Linked DNA regions of Hordeum vulgare: region 1 is linked to region 2. The links are chromatin contacts, called in public Hi-C maps. All regions are on one chromosome and are shown on one strand. Each heading gives the region's core, a stretch centred on a gene start, on an enhancer-like site or on the middle of the called end of the contact. The rest is flanking DNA. Distances are from core to core; before and after follow the strand shown.

Region 1 (6,366 bases), core at 900-3,399, 860 kb before region 2:
CATTGAATAACATGGAATTTATTCCTAAAAACTAATAAAGCACATGTACGAGCATGAGATGTTTCTACATCTCACAACGCTAAAGCGGGGCCAAAGGCGAGCGAAACGAGATAAATTCACTCGCAGCTGCGCTTCCTTTTCCCCTCAAACCATACAACCATTACGGTGTACACATATTACATTTTTGTTATTGTCAAAAAAGTAGTTAAATGCTTATAGTTCTTTTTTGAGGGAACACACTTTTTGATATATTTTGAGCGAACAAGGTTAGGTCTGGTTTACAAAACAAAAACAAACGTGGCTTAAATCTGGAAGCCCACGCATGAAAGGAGGTCCATAATCAAAATAACTCACACTCCTAGAACCTGTTTGGTTGGGCTTTTGTTTTTTGTTTTTGCAGCCTTTTCATTTTGATAAAAAGGCACAAAAGTTTCTAAATATAGGTTTTTTGCTCCGACTTTTGGCTTATGAATCAATATTGTTGTATGATGGTTCAATTTTTGTTCATAAATTTGAAAAGTTGTACAAATTTTGTTCACCAATTCTAAAAATGTTCAAAAATTTCAAAAACAAATTCCCACTTTAATAATGTTAACAAAATTAGAAGAAAATATCATGTTCCCAAATTGTTTTTAAAAGTGTTCCCACTTTCGAATTTTCAGCAAAAAGAAGCGTGGCCATTTGTCAAAATTCAACTAATGTTCTGGAATTCCAAAAAAAAAACTTAAACATATATTTAAACTCCCTAAACCTGAAAGTTTTGGGAAACGCAATTATTTTTGAATACCATGAAGAAAATTTTAAAAACTGCCACATTTTCGAAAATCATGATTTTTTCTTTAAACGGTGACTTTTTTGTAATTCCAGAGCAAAAATTGAAAATTTAAAAAAAGCTCCTTAAAAAATTGAAAATGTTTTCATATTTTTAATTTTCAAACTATTTTTGGAACAGGAAGATTAATTGAAAATCCTGAAAAAATGGAAACATGAACATTTTTCAGATATTATGAACACTTGTTGAAAAAAGTTTTTCTTAAAAGTTGTGATAATTTTTTATGCTAGAAACATTTTGAGTTTTTTTTTGAGATTGCAAACAATTTTTAAGTTTGAAAATCGAGAATTATTTTTTAAACATAATCTTTCAAAAATTTGTGAACGATTTTTGAAACGGGAACTTTTTGGTGAAGTTCCGAATATTTGAACAGTTGTGAAATTTAGAACCAAAACAGACATAACAATTTCGAATAACATGAACACATTTTTAAATCATATTGTTTTTGTATTTATGAACAATATTTGAAAACATGATCATTTTTTTATTATTGAACATTTTATAGAAACTTGAGCATTTTAAAAAATATAAACATTTTTAGAAAAATCGTGATTTTATTGGTAATTACGAACATATTTTGGAAACATTCACATTTTTTGCAAACGTAAACATTTTTTGAAACTTCCGAACAAATTTGAAAACATGAATGATCTTTTCTAACATAAACATTTTTTAACATTTGCGAGTATTTTTTGAAACACGCGAACATATAAAAGAACAATAGGAAAAGTTAAAAAGAAAGAAACAAAAACAGGAAAAAGGTGAGAAAAAATAAAATTGAAATAATAAAGTAAAAAAAGTACGGAAACAGAGAAAAAAGAATGGGAACATTTTTCGGAAACATGAACTTTTTTGAAAATCTAAACAATTTTTGAAACTCCATAAAAAATTTGAATACCATTTTTTGGAAATATGAACATTTTTTAAAATCATTAATAAAATTAAACACAAACGTTTTTTGTGAGCATTTTTGAGAACACACGAACATTTTTTCGAAAACAAGTGCAAAATTAAGAAATGAAAAATGAAAACAAAAAGAAAACAAAAAAGAACCAGAAAAGGACAAAAAAACAGCAAAAAAAGAAGAGTATTTGAAATTCTTGAATAAGCTTGAAAAGTAAAGGAATAAAAAAGAAAGAAAGAAAACGAAAAAAAATAAAGAACAGAAAAAGACACAGAAAAAAAACCCAGTTGATCATGTTTAATTTTTGAATAAGGCTTCAGAGGGAGATGGGTTGGCCCAGTTGATCGCCCCCCTGTGCGATCGTCCGCGCGTCAAATAGGGTTTTCCGAGTCGGCTGCCACCATTTCTCTCTCACCATTTTCCTTCCTCGCGTGCGTGCGGCCCCGGCCCCGGTCCCGGTCGCTGTACGTCCTGCCCCAGCTTTCTCCACCGCTCCGCACAGGTCGCGCCGGCGGCGGCGGTGGCGTTGCACTATCCTGGTAACCCCATCCATTCCTCTATATATCCCTCTCTCTTCGCGGTGATGAAGTATTTGGGTTCTGGGGGGCAGAATGCCCTACTACTAAAACTAGATAGGGTCCGTGTCGTGCTGAATTCCAGCTTCCACGCCACATTAGGCTTCTTCGCGGGAGGCACAGGGCTCGGAACTGTCGCGCCTCATTTCATCTTGGCGCGGGCTAGCGTTTGATTTCCCTTCTGTTGCGAAATTTCCCTTGTTTTTAAGCCGCCGCGTCAGTTCATCTGATTAGTACGAATGTCTGAATGAAACCTAGATGGATTAGTTTGTTTCGGTAGTGTGGGTTCCCTTTTCCTTACAAAATTACCCCCTCTTTTAATTGTCGATGCGCTATGCTTCTTGATTTCTCACAACCTTGTGTCATTGTGTGGAAGTCCATCCTTCCTTGATCAGGGACGCCTTCTGCGCATCTTGAGTTGACAAGTTAGTTTTGTGCAATGCAGGGATAGAACTACACTTGAGGGCCTATCCTAATGTCATTGCACATATATTTGTATGCCCTAAATCAGTCAGTCCTCATCGTCCCATGGATAAATTTATTTGTATATTCATGTTGTCACTAGTGCCAGTAATTATTAGTGATTCAGATGACTCATCATGAAAGCTAATACTGTTGATCTGGTCCTCTTACAATTATATGATGAAATGCGGGGACAATTTTGAATTGCTTGTTATCAATACCACGAGTCACATGCATGGACAAGGTGAATGATATGTGGGTGCATAATTATGATTAGTGATGACATGTGTTCAGGTGCCACGTGCAATGGCGAGGAGCCGCTCTCCCAAGGGCGAAGGTGACAGCAGGCGACGAAGCCCTCCTAGGAGAAGTTCTGGTGAGCAAGGAGGAAGGAAGGAACAAGGTCCTGTAAGCCTCTTGGTGCGTAACATCCCTCATAACTGCAGGTACAGAAATTCAAACCCCTCCGCCTGCTATTTGTACTTGACCATGTTTCATGTTCGTGGTTGTTGACTTGCTCGTCCTTATGATTTTCACAATTTCCTGCAGATCCGAAGATCTTCGAGTTCCTTTCGAAAAGTTTGGTCCTGTTTGGGATGTTCACATGCCAAAAGATTACTACAGTGGGTAAGTTTCACTGAAGCGCGAACTGATTTTCTCTCATTGGACATTTAGGGTGTGTTTGGTAGCCTTCACGGAGGATGCATGAGTCCAAAAATTCTCCATCGAACCCACTTTTCGCTGTTTGGTAGAGTGCATGGGCTCTATTGGACTATGCTCAACCGATGCAAAAAAGGTCCCCTCAGCTATGCTCAACCCAGCACCCAGGGCCGTCTCCAGGAATTAGGGGCCCCGGTGCGAAATGCAAATGATGCACTAAATATGAAATTTTCTTTTAACTGAATTATTAATATGATTAAAGGATATTCTCATTTAAGTCATATTAACTTTAAATAGATGGTATTTTGTTTAATATTATGAAATACTTCATCCGTTTCTAATATAAGTCCTTTTAGAGATTGGAATATGGACTTCTTATGGATGAATATAGACGTATTTTAGAGTGTAGATTCACTCATTTTATTTTGTATGTAGTCTATATTAAAATCTCTAAGTAGATTTATATTCAGAAACGGAGGGAGTATGTAATGCACCAACTATTTTCTATAAAGGTTACATTGGTTGAGCAATAAACATATTGCAATATATTAGTTGGTTAACTTAAGAACTGATGCGCATCTACCTCGCCTCCGCCGGTCTACCCCCCGCCGCCGCCGCCAATGATCTACCCCTCCACCGTCTCTGCCCCGCCCCTGTTGCTCGGTCAACTCGCTGCCGCCCCTTTTCAACCTTGCCGCCGCCGATCTACTCTGCCACCGCCGGTCTTCGTCCACCCTCCTCATCCCTTCCTTCACCCCCTTCTCCCTCCCCCCTTCCTTCCCCTAACTCCCTCCCTCCATCCTTCCTGCCTTGTAGATCTATGGAGTAATTTTTTCTTCATATTTATACATAGCTGAAATAATGTTTATTGTTCAGATTATGTTGAAAGTGTTGTTCGTATTTGCGCCAAAAAAATTATTGATGCATCCTACCTCAGATACAGGCTACCAAACACAGTCTGAGCACAACATGTTTCAACACATACATCACTACCGAACAACTACACATGCATGCACACAACATGTCTTGACTTAGCATGTCTCAAAGGGGAACAACTTTGCTAGAATGGGAACAGCTACCAAACACACCCTTAGGCATGTTCTACCACTGAATTGATCCAGCAGCTTTTAGAAGCTTCACTGTTTCAAGTCTTCTTACCGATATGCTTGCAGAGTTAGGAGAGCAACCTTTTGGGGCGCTTTTCTTCTGCTCATATGGAAATATGATTGTTAATGTCTGCATGGCCCCAAACTCTGAGCCCTCACATACTTCATGGAGAAGCTGACCAGCGAGAGGAAAATGTTTTAGTTTATCAATTTTGCATAAAAGACCCACGTATAACCTATTTCCCTTTTTATTTGTATCTTTTGCAAAATCCATAAATATTGCAGAATAGATTTATGATAAATGTATAAGCCTAATAACTCATTGAAGTCTCAAACTTACTAATTTTAACAACCTATAGACTATGGAGGATATAGTTACTTTATCTTCTTCTATTTATGTGTTCTCTTCTGGTATGAATCACTCTTTAGAATGATTTCCGGGATGTCTTGAAGTACATGTGATTAGATAGAGTCTTGTGCGAGAAGTTCTTCTACGAAGACGAGATTTGGTCTGTTGGCAAAATTAGTTTCCTGAAGAGATGATGGTTTTACTGAACCTTCCATGTGAAATTATAGTAGTGAGAGGTTTGTTTCAAGTACTTTGATGAGTTTTCAAACATTTAGGAATTTGAAGTGAATCGTTTTATGAAGATGTGATTATACAACAAATTTGGCTGCTAGAATAGCATGGGCTCTCAACTGGTTTTTGGGAAGCTTGCTACTATTTTGGTGAAAATGCAGTAAGTTGATTGTGTTTTGTGAAGAAATATAGGGTTATCTTATACGGAACTCTGGTGGTAACTTGTCGGGCATATACTACTTTTTATCAATATGTGTTTTTAATTTGTATAGCATTGTCTGAATATTATTTATCTAAAATTTTATAACTATATTAACATATGTGTGTGCAGGGAGCCAAAAGGGTTTGCTTTTATTGAGTTTTCTGACCCCCATGATGCTTCTGAGGCGCAATATCACATGAACAGTAAGCTGTTTTGTGGACGTGAGATTAAAGTTGTTCCTGCCACGGCGAAACGGAAAAGGCCCGAAGACATGCGTAGACAAACTGGAGTAAGGTAGGACATACACATCACCATGTTGGAGGTTTCTTCGATTTCATATTTTTGAGAAAATTTATATGTTTTAGTTTTGTTAACTCGTGTTCCTGCTCTGCAGAGTTCATTCTGGTTCTAAAAGGCGCCATCTTTCTCGCCATGGTAATCTGATTTATTTCATCTGCTATACTTGTTTGTCCTTTTCATCACGATGTTTTGCCGAATTCTGGGGAGTTTAGAATTAGATGATCTTCTTTTACTGGTAGAAATTGTAACCTGCCGTGTTATCATTTGATGTTTGATAAACTATAGAAGTAAGATGAAAACAAAAAGGTAGGGTCATGATTCATTTAGTTTTATGCCTGATATATATTGAATTCCTTTTCGTTGGTTCTATCTTCACCGGACAGGCGGACACTAGTTTTCTTGTCATGGCCACGCCTGCTGGTATCTTGCAGAAAAATCTCATTTTCAATTAGTATGATATTAGAAGAAGTCTATACCATGTGCTACAAATCGCACTATTGATAAATTGCTATCTTCCTTGAAGGACGGTCTCGTTCTCGTTCACACTCCCGTTCTCCTCGCCACGGTGGTCGTGATAGATCGCGGTATTTCAGTAAATTCTGCTTAACGAGTGCTTCACCATGAAGTGTGTGAAATATTTGATTTAAGTGATCTCACCTACACTGTAGGTCACATTCTCCTGCCCCAAGAAGACGTGGTGACTACTCTGCTTCACCAAAGAGAAAGGAAGAGTGCCAGGCAAAAT
Region 2 (6,643 bases), core at 866-3,365:
TGTAGCAATAATAAGGGCAAAGCCAAACTAGCATGTGGCTCCTCGATCAAGAAAAAGCATGTATGACATGAAGATCAAGTCATGAGATGGTGGATGTTGCATGGCAATGTATCTCGGAAAGACTATGGAAATGCCTTGATAGGTAGGTATGGTGGCTGTTTTGAGGAAGGATATAATGAGCTTATGATGACAGAGCGTATCATGCCAAGGGTTTGAATGCACCAGCGAAGTATGCACCAACTCTCAAGATGAGAAAGGGCAATGCAAGGTACCGAAGAGGCTAGCAAAATATGGATGGTGGAAGAGCCAACAATTGAATACTCGCATTAGTCCGAACAACTCATGCACTTATTATCGGTAACTCTCTATCTAGTCAGGAGATTCACAAAGAGACAAGTATCCCAAGAAAGAGTGTTTGGGGGTTTGGTTATCCTTGCGCATCCTCGACCCATGATAACGTGAGGGTACTCTATATATTCCAACCCCTCCAGAGGTTAGAGATCCATCTAGTAGCTAGAGTTCTCAACTAATTTTTTGTAGTTTTTGAAAATACACACGGATTTTCCAAAATACGAGACCTATCACTAATAGGCTCATGCTCTTGACACCAAAAGTCCAAACATTACTCAAATCAATACCTCAAAACTATTGCAAGTTACTACTATACTTAAATAGCAACCTCAGTTACCTACTCATGCAAGACACACGACTCAGTGCAGCAAGCCAACTCTCTAAACAAGATAAGCATGATAACTCAAGAGAGTTCCAAAAGCATCTAAATAAAATCTCTTAAAAAGATAAAGCGTGAAAACTAAGAGCTAAGCATGACAACAGCTATGAAAAGATAAAGACCACACAAAAAGATAAGCAAGAAAACCTATGTTGTGTTCTATGGTGGAGTGGAGCGTGTTTCTCCCCCCAAACAAAGAAGGCTAGGGTCCAACTTGTTATGAACAACAAGCAAAAACTAAAATAAACTAAAAAGTAAAGAGTGAGACGCTCCAAGCATAGCACATAACATATGAAGTGATAAAAGTATAGCATGGAGAAGGACGAACTGATGATTGTTGATGGAGAAGGGGATGCACGGGAGTATCCCCAAGCTTAGACACTTGAGTGTCCTTGGATAATTCTTGGGGGTAAATGGGGGCATCCCCAAGCTTGAGCGTTTGACACTCCTGGATCTTCTTTCATCATCTTCCATCGCATACTTGAAAACTCCCTTCATACGAAACTCATCATAAGCTGATTAGAGTGGTTAGTACCCATAATAAAAATAAATTTTTTCCACTGGAAATAAAGATTTTCATGAAGAGATACTGTTTCTCAAGATTGCCAAAAAGTTTTTTGCAAAACGATGAAAACGCAAAACGTGGCAGAATCTGTGAAAAACAGACGAGCAGGTAGTAAATAATTATTTCAGGGCACTTCTGCAACTCAAATCAAAAAACTCAGAACAGACGCCAAACTCTTCTTCGGAACCCCTACCCCTTCCCCCCTTCGTTGGTGCATTCGTGCTAGCTAGGCCCTATGGTGGCATGAAGGGAGGAATGAGATAAGGTGGGGGGAGTCGCCGACTAGGGTTCCCTCCTGATCACATGCAGTGGTGGTGGACGGGGGAGTTTTCTGAGATCAACCTGAAATACAATGTATACAAAATAGCACAACACAAATAAATAAGATGTGAACTAATCTGTTGGTGGATGGTTGGGAATACGATGATATCTTCAATCCACGAAAGTTCAAGTCATCGCATTTACGTGAATTTATTTCACACTTTCGACGGTGTTCGTTCAATGGAAAGAGACGTTTTTTAGACCGTAAGGCGTTTGTGGTGACTTTGAAAAACCATAAAATGTTACGTTGGGTCAGTTTCTCAAATGTGCTTATGAGGATACCATGCATGTATCAGAATATATGCTTGTGCATGTGAACGATTTTAAATGTACTGTATTAAAAGAAAGCGCTGCCCAAAGCTAATTTGTACACATGGCAGCCGCAGCAAAGCGAGAAATAAAAATGCATTAAACGAAGGGAATAAGAATACTACTGAAATTGCCAGGTAATGGCAACCACCACGCGACCTTTGTCCGTTCCTCTCCTCTCTACTCTGCTCCGGGGGTAGTATTTGAACGGAACCCCCGTTGCCACTTCAAATCAGACCCGCAATCGACCACACTCCACCTCGCGATGCCGCTCCTCCTCCTCCTCCTGATGCTGCTCGCCGCCGGCGCGGCGGGGGCAGAGTCGGCGACCCCTTCGCTTCCCATCGGCGTCAACTACGGCGCAAACGCCGACAACCTCCCCTCCCCGACCTCCGTCGCCACCTTCCTCGCCACCAAGACCACCATCAACCGCGTCAAGCTCTTCGATGCCAACCCGGTCTTCATCTCCGCCTTTGCCGGCACGCCCATCTCCCTCGTCGTCTCCCTCCCCAACTCCGCCCTCCCCGCCCTCGCCGACAAGGCCACCGGCCTCGACGCCGCGCGGTCCTGGATCCGCGCGAACCTTTCCCCCTACGTCCCCGCCACCAACGTCACCCTCCTCCTCGCCGGCAACGAGATCCTCCTCTCCACCGACACCAACCTCATCCTCTCCCTCCTCCCCGCCATGCGCCGCCTTGCGCAGGCCCTCAAGGCCGAGGGCCTCACCGGCGTCCGCGTCACCACCCCGCACTACCTCGGCATCCTCGCCCCCTCGGACGGCATCCCCTCCAACGCCACATTCCGGGCGGGTTACAACACCAAGCTGTTCCCGGCCTTGCTCCAGTTCCACCGCGACACCGGGTCGCCCTTCATGGTGAACCCTTACCCCTACTTCAGCTACCGGCCGGAGACGCTCAACTACGCGCTCTTCCGCCCCAACAGCGGCATCTACGACCCCGCAACGAAGCTCAACTACACCAGCATGTTCGATGCCCAGATGGACGCAATCTACACCGCCATGAAGAAGCTCGGCTACGGAGACGTCGACATCGCCGTCGGGGAGGCCGGATGGCCCACCCAGGCCGAGCCCGGGCAGATTGGCGTCGGGGTGCAGGAGGCGAGGGACTTCAACGAGGGCATGATTCGGGTGTGCAGCAGCGGTAAGGGCACGCCGCTCATGCCCAACAGGACATTCGAGACCTACCTCTTCTCCCTCTTCGACGAGAACCAAAAACCTGGGCCAATCGCCGAAAGGCACTTTGGCCTCTTCAACCCGGACTTCACGCCCGTCTACGACCTCGGACTCCTCCGGGACGGCTCGGTACGCAGTACTGCTCTTTTCCCCCCTGATCCATAATTATGAACCTTTATCTGTCTGTTTTGTGTCCTCAAATTTATCAAATTTATGTTTACGGAGGGAGTAGTTGATAGTGATTGGTTGATTGCATCCCATAATTTGTCTGGCCGTGTCTTACAATCGTGATTTTATGAATTATTATTTCTGCAGACAATGTGGTTTTGAACTATTATATCAAATTCAGTATTTTACATGGAGCAAAAAAAAAAAAAACCAGGGACATGAACAAATGAACATTCGGTGTCAAAGAGTAGTAGTAGCACTTCTAATCCTAGTACTACTGGCCGACTTGAATGCTAAGGTGGTCCTCCATTCACACTGCATTTGTCAAAGACTCTAAGGTGATGTGTGTGGACCGGCTTCTTCTGGAAACGGCTGCTTGCTTGCGTTTCCGACTTTTGCTCCTATCCCCTGCATTATCTGCTTGCCCAAACGGCTGCCTTTCTTGACGGATCCAGTATGACAGCAGGCGTGTGTTGATAGCAGCCTTGGACACGTCTGGTAGTATTTCTGGACGCGCTTGGGCGGGGCGGGGTGGGGCCACCGCCAAAACTCTGACATAGATCCATATGCTCATGTTTGATAGTTATTCGCTGCTGCTGCAAATGTACCAGTAAGCTTGCACCGGCCAATTCCGAGTTACATTAACAAATATTAGTACAGTACATGCTAAAAGCCTGATATTTGAATTGGATATCAGAATAAATGGTTTGGTGGATTATATCAACTGGTAGTATTTTTTATTAGGCTACGTTCTAAATTCCGAATCATCACGTCAAGGGCTTCTTTGTGTTAATTTCATTTCTTCAAAGGAAAAGATGTCACCTTGAACCTTTTCTAACTGAAGCTACCTTGAAGCAAAGGAGGTGGGGGTTTAAGATTCTGGTGGTCTTGTGTCTCAAGTTTTAACTAGAAGCTATACCTTTGAACTTGCTATCTTGTATGGTTTACTGAGATGCCTGCCTATGGTCTAAATGACAGGATAGCGCATACATCTGTATGCCTGCCTGTAGGTTCAGATAACAGATGGAGCTTTGCTTGATTTGGCGTCATCCCCTTGCCGTCGCATCCTATACTCCTGCGCGTGCATCTGTTCTGCTTCAGCAGCATTACTGTTGTGGACTTGTGGTGTGCATGTGGATTAGGCTCTCGCATCAAAGGAAGGAAGCAGCCATTAGCTGGCTGCTTTTTCGGATGCAGCTAAAGTAGACCATTGGAGGAGATGGGGCTGTCTGCATTAACTGTTTTTTAGCATACTCATTGATTCGGCCTACCGGCTAGTGTGCGTTAACAATCTTAGGAAGAAAACCAATTTGAACTGGCCCTGCTTTGGACGGTGCCAGCACAGAGAACATGTGCTTTGGACAGGGCAGAGAACATGTGCTTGTTCTCAGTCAGTACTCAGTAGTCTGCACCATCCAGTATTGTAATTCAGTTCAGAATTTGGATTAACTAGGAATTTATTTTTGTTGGATGTTGTTGTTTAACTGTACCGTCAGGTGTAGTTGCTGTTTATTTATGCTGACAATTCTGATGCTTAGATTCGTCGCTCCTGTACTATAACCTGACTTACCAGGTGCCGTTATGTTGTTTTGCATTGCAGTCTCTTGCTCCAACCCCTTCACCCAATCCGAGCCCTAAGCCCTCGCCGTCGGGAGGCGGGAAGTGGTGCGTTGCCAAGGACGGCGCCAACGGGACGGACCTGCAGAACAACATCAACTACGCCTGCGGCTTCGTAGACTGCAAGGCGATACAGAGCGGCGGCGCCTGCTTCAGCCCCAACAGCTTGCAGTCTCATGCGTCGTACGTGATGAACGCCTACTACCAGGCCAACGGCCACACCGACTCGGCGTGCGACTTCAAGGGCACCGGCGTCGTCACGTCCAGCGACCCCAGTAAGCCCATATGACAGTCTGTGATGTTTCTGAACCTGGCTGAGTGTACGTGGTGTCGGAGCTGATGATGGCACCCTTGTATTTGTATGTGTTGCAGGTTACGGGGGTTGCAAGTACGTCTCCTGACGGTACGCAGCAAGCTACGGCAGTACGAGGGCGGGGGCGCCAGCCTTCAGCCCACTACCATCTCCATCTCGGAGCCGCGGTGGCGGCAGCGACGGAGGACTGCTGATACTGCCGGGCTTGCGCCATGTTCTTCTATACTCGTGTCTGACAGCCATGCTTCTTCTTCCTTTCTAGTCATAAATATAAATATCAATCATCGCCTCTTAGCTTAGCGCAGACAGGCGGCTGTAGCGTGATGTTGGGCCGTATTGCATTGAACCGCATTAATTTATTTTTCGTTCTCTTCTGTGGTTGTCATTGCATTTCATGTAGAAAATACAATAAACGAATAGAGGTAGCCTTGGTATGTATGTGTACTCTGTGATCATTTTGGTTGTTTGAATCGTATAATCTGCGTGCAGAACATGGCAGATCCTCAAAGCCAGTCGTTAGGCCAACTCCAACGCGGCGATTATGAATAGTGCCAGCTTTCAGGCTCATCTGAGTTTGTCTTTTTTAATCCGTTACGTACAGTTTGAATTAGGAGCTGGAACTTTTTAACCTTATCGACACACATGAATTACGTGCAATTGTTTGTAGAATTTTTGAACAAGATAGATCCTATACAAGTCTTCCCGACAAAAACACCCAACCCGACGATCCATTTGATCTGTTTGTATTTGTTTGAATCTGTACGGACAAAAACGCCGAACGATTTGTTTGGATCTTTGTCGGACAAAAACGCCTAACCCAACGACCCATTTGATCTGCTTGTATTTATTTGGATCTATGTGGACAAAAACACCCGACACGATGACCCATTTGATCTGCCTGTATTTGTTTGGATTTGTGCAAACAAAAACATCGAAGGTGTCGACGTAAATGAATAATTTTTTGTCCACCAAGACTCATTTCCTGCCTAAATTTAGACCGAGTTTGCGTTCACGGGGATGCCCGCGATGCCCTCCCTTGTTCTCGCCCATGCGTTTGTGGCACGACTATGCAACTCTCCCTCAAACTCTCTGCCAAACCGTCTCGTGCTCCCGCCCTCCCGCCATAGCCGACACACCCACCCCAGCCGCCGCCCTCTTCTTGGTCGCCATCGTCCTTGTTGTGGTTGTCCGGACCATGGTCTCAAGGAAGCAAAAGAAGGTGCACACCCCGGAGGAGACAACGGTCGAGACTATGAAGAGGGCTGCTCGGAGGAAGGAGGATGTGAAGAAAAGAGAAGCGCCACCGCACGCGATCAGGCCGTCGCAGACGCTCTGGAGAGTGTTGCCCTCGCTGTCAAGGCTGCGCAAGAGGTTCTCCTCCTAGGATACTGATACGTCTCCAACGTATCTATAATTTTTATTGTTCCA

What was found. A called contact is a pair of places that touch in the nucleus more often than the background predicts.
Region 1: a Hi-C map of leaf shows a contact between it and region 2, with 5 times the contacts expected there. The contact joins the promoter of LOC123448268 here to the promoter of LOC123448265 in region 2. A contact is called at or near these places in 2 of 6 Hi-C or Micro-C datasets (both in leaf).

Annotation. Positions count from the first base shown.
Region 1 is chr4H:159,265,812-159,272,177 of MorexV3_pseudomolecules_assembly, reverse strand. LOC123448268 (serine/arginine repetitive matrix protein 1-like) reads left to right here and starts at 2,149. Exons shown (of 22, transcript XM_045125112.1): 1 at 2,149-2,275; 2 at 3,068-3,219; 3 at 3,323-3,400; 4 at 5,451-5,615; 5 at 5,716-5,756; 6 at 6,145-6,205; 7 at 6,290-6,366. The coding sequence starts at 3,080.
Region 2 is chr4H:158,408,121-158,414,763 of MorexV3_pseudomolecules_assembly, reverse strand. It overlaps LOC123448265 (glucan endo-1,3-beta-glucosidase), which reads left to right and starts at 2,115. Exons shown (of 3, transcript XM_045125100.1): 1 at 2,115-3,246; 2 at 4,886-5,177; 3 at 5,275-5,653. The coding sequence starts at 2,191. The coding sequence ends at 5,303.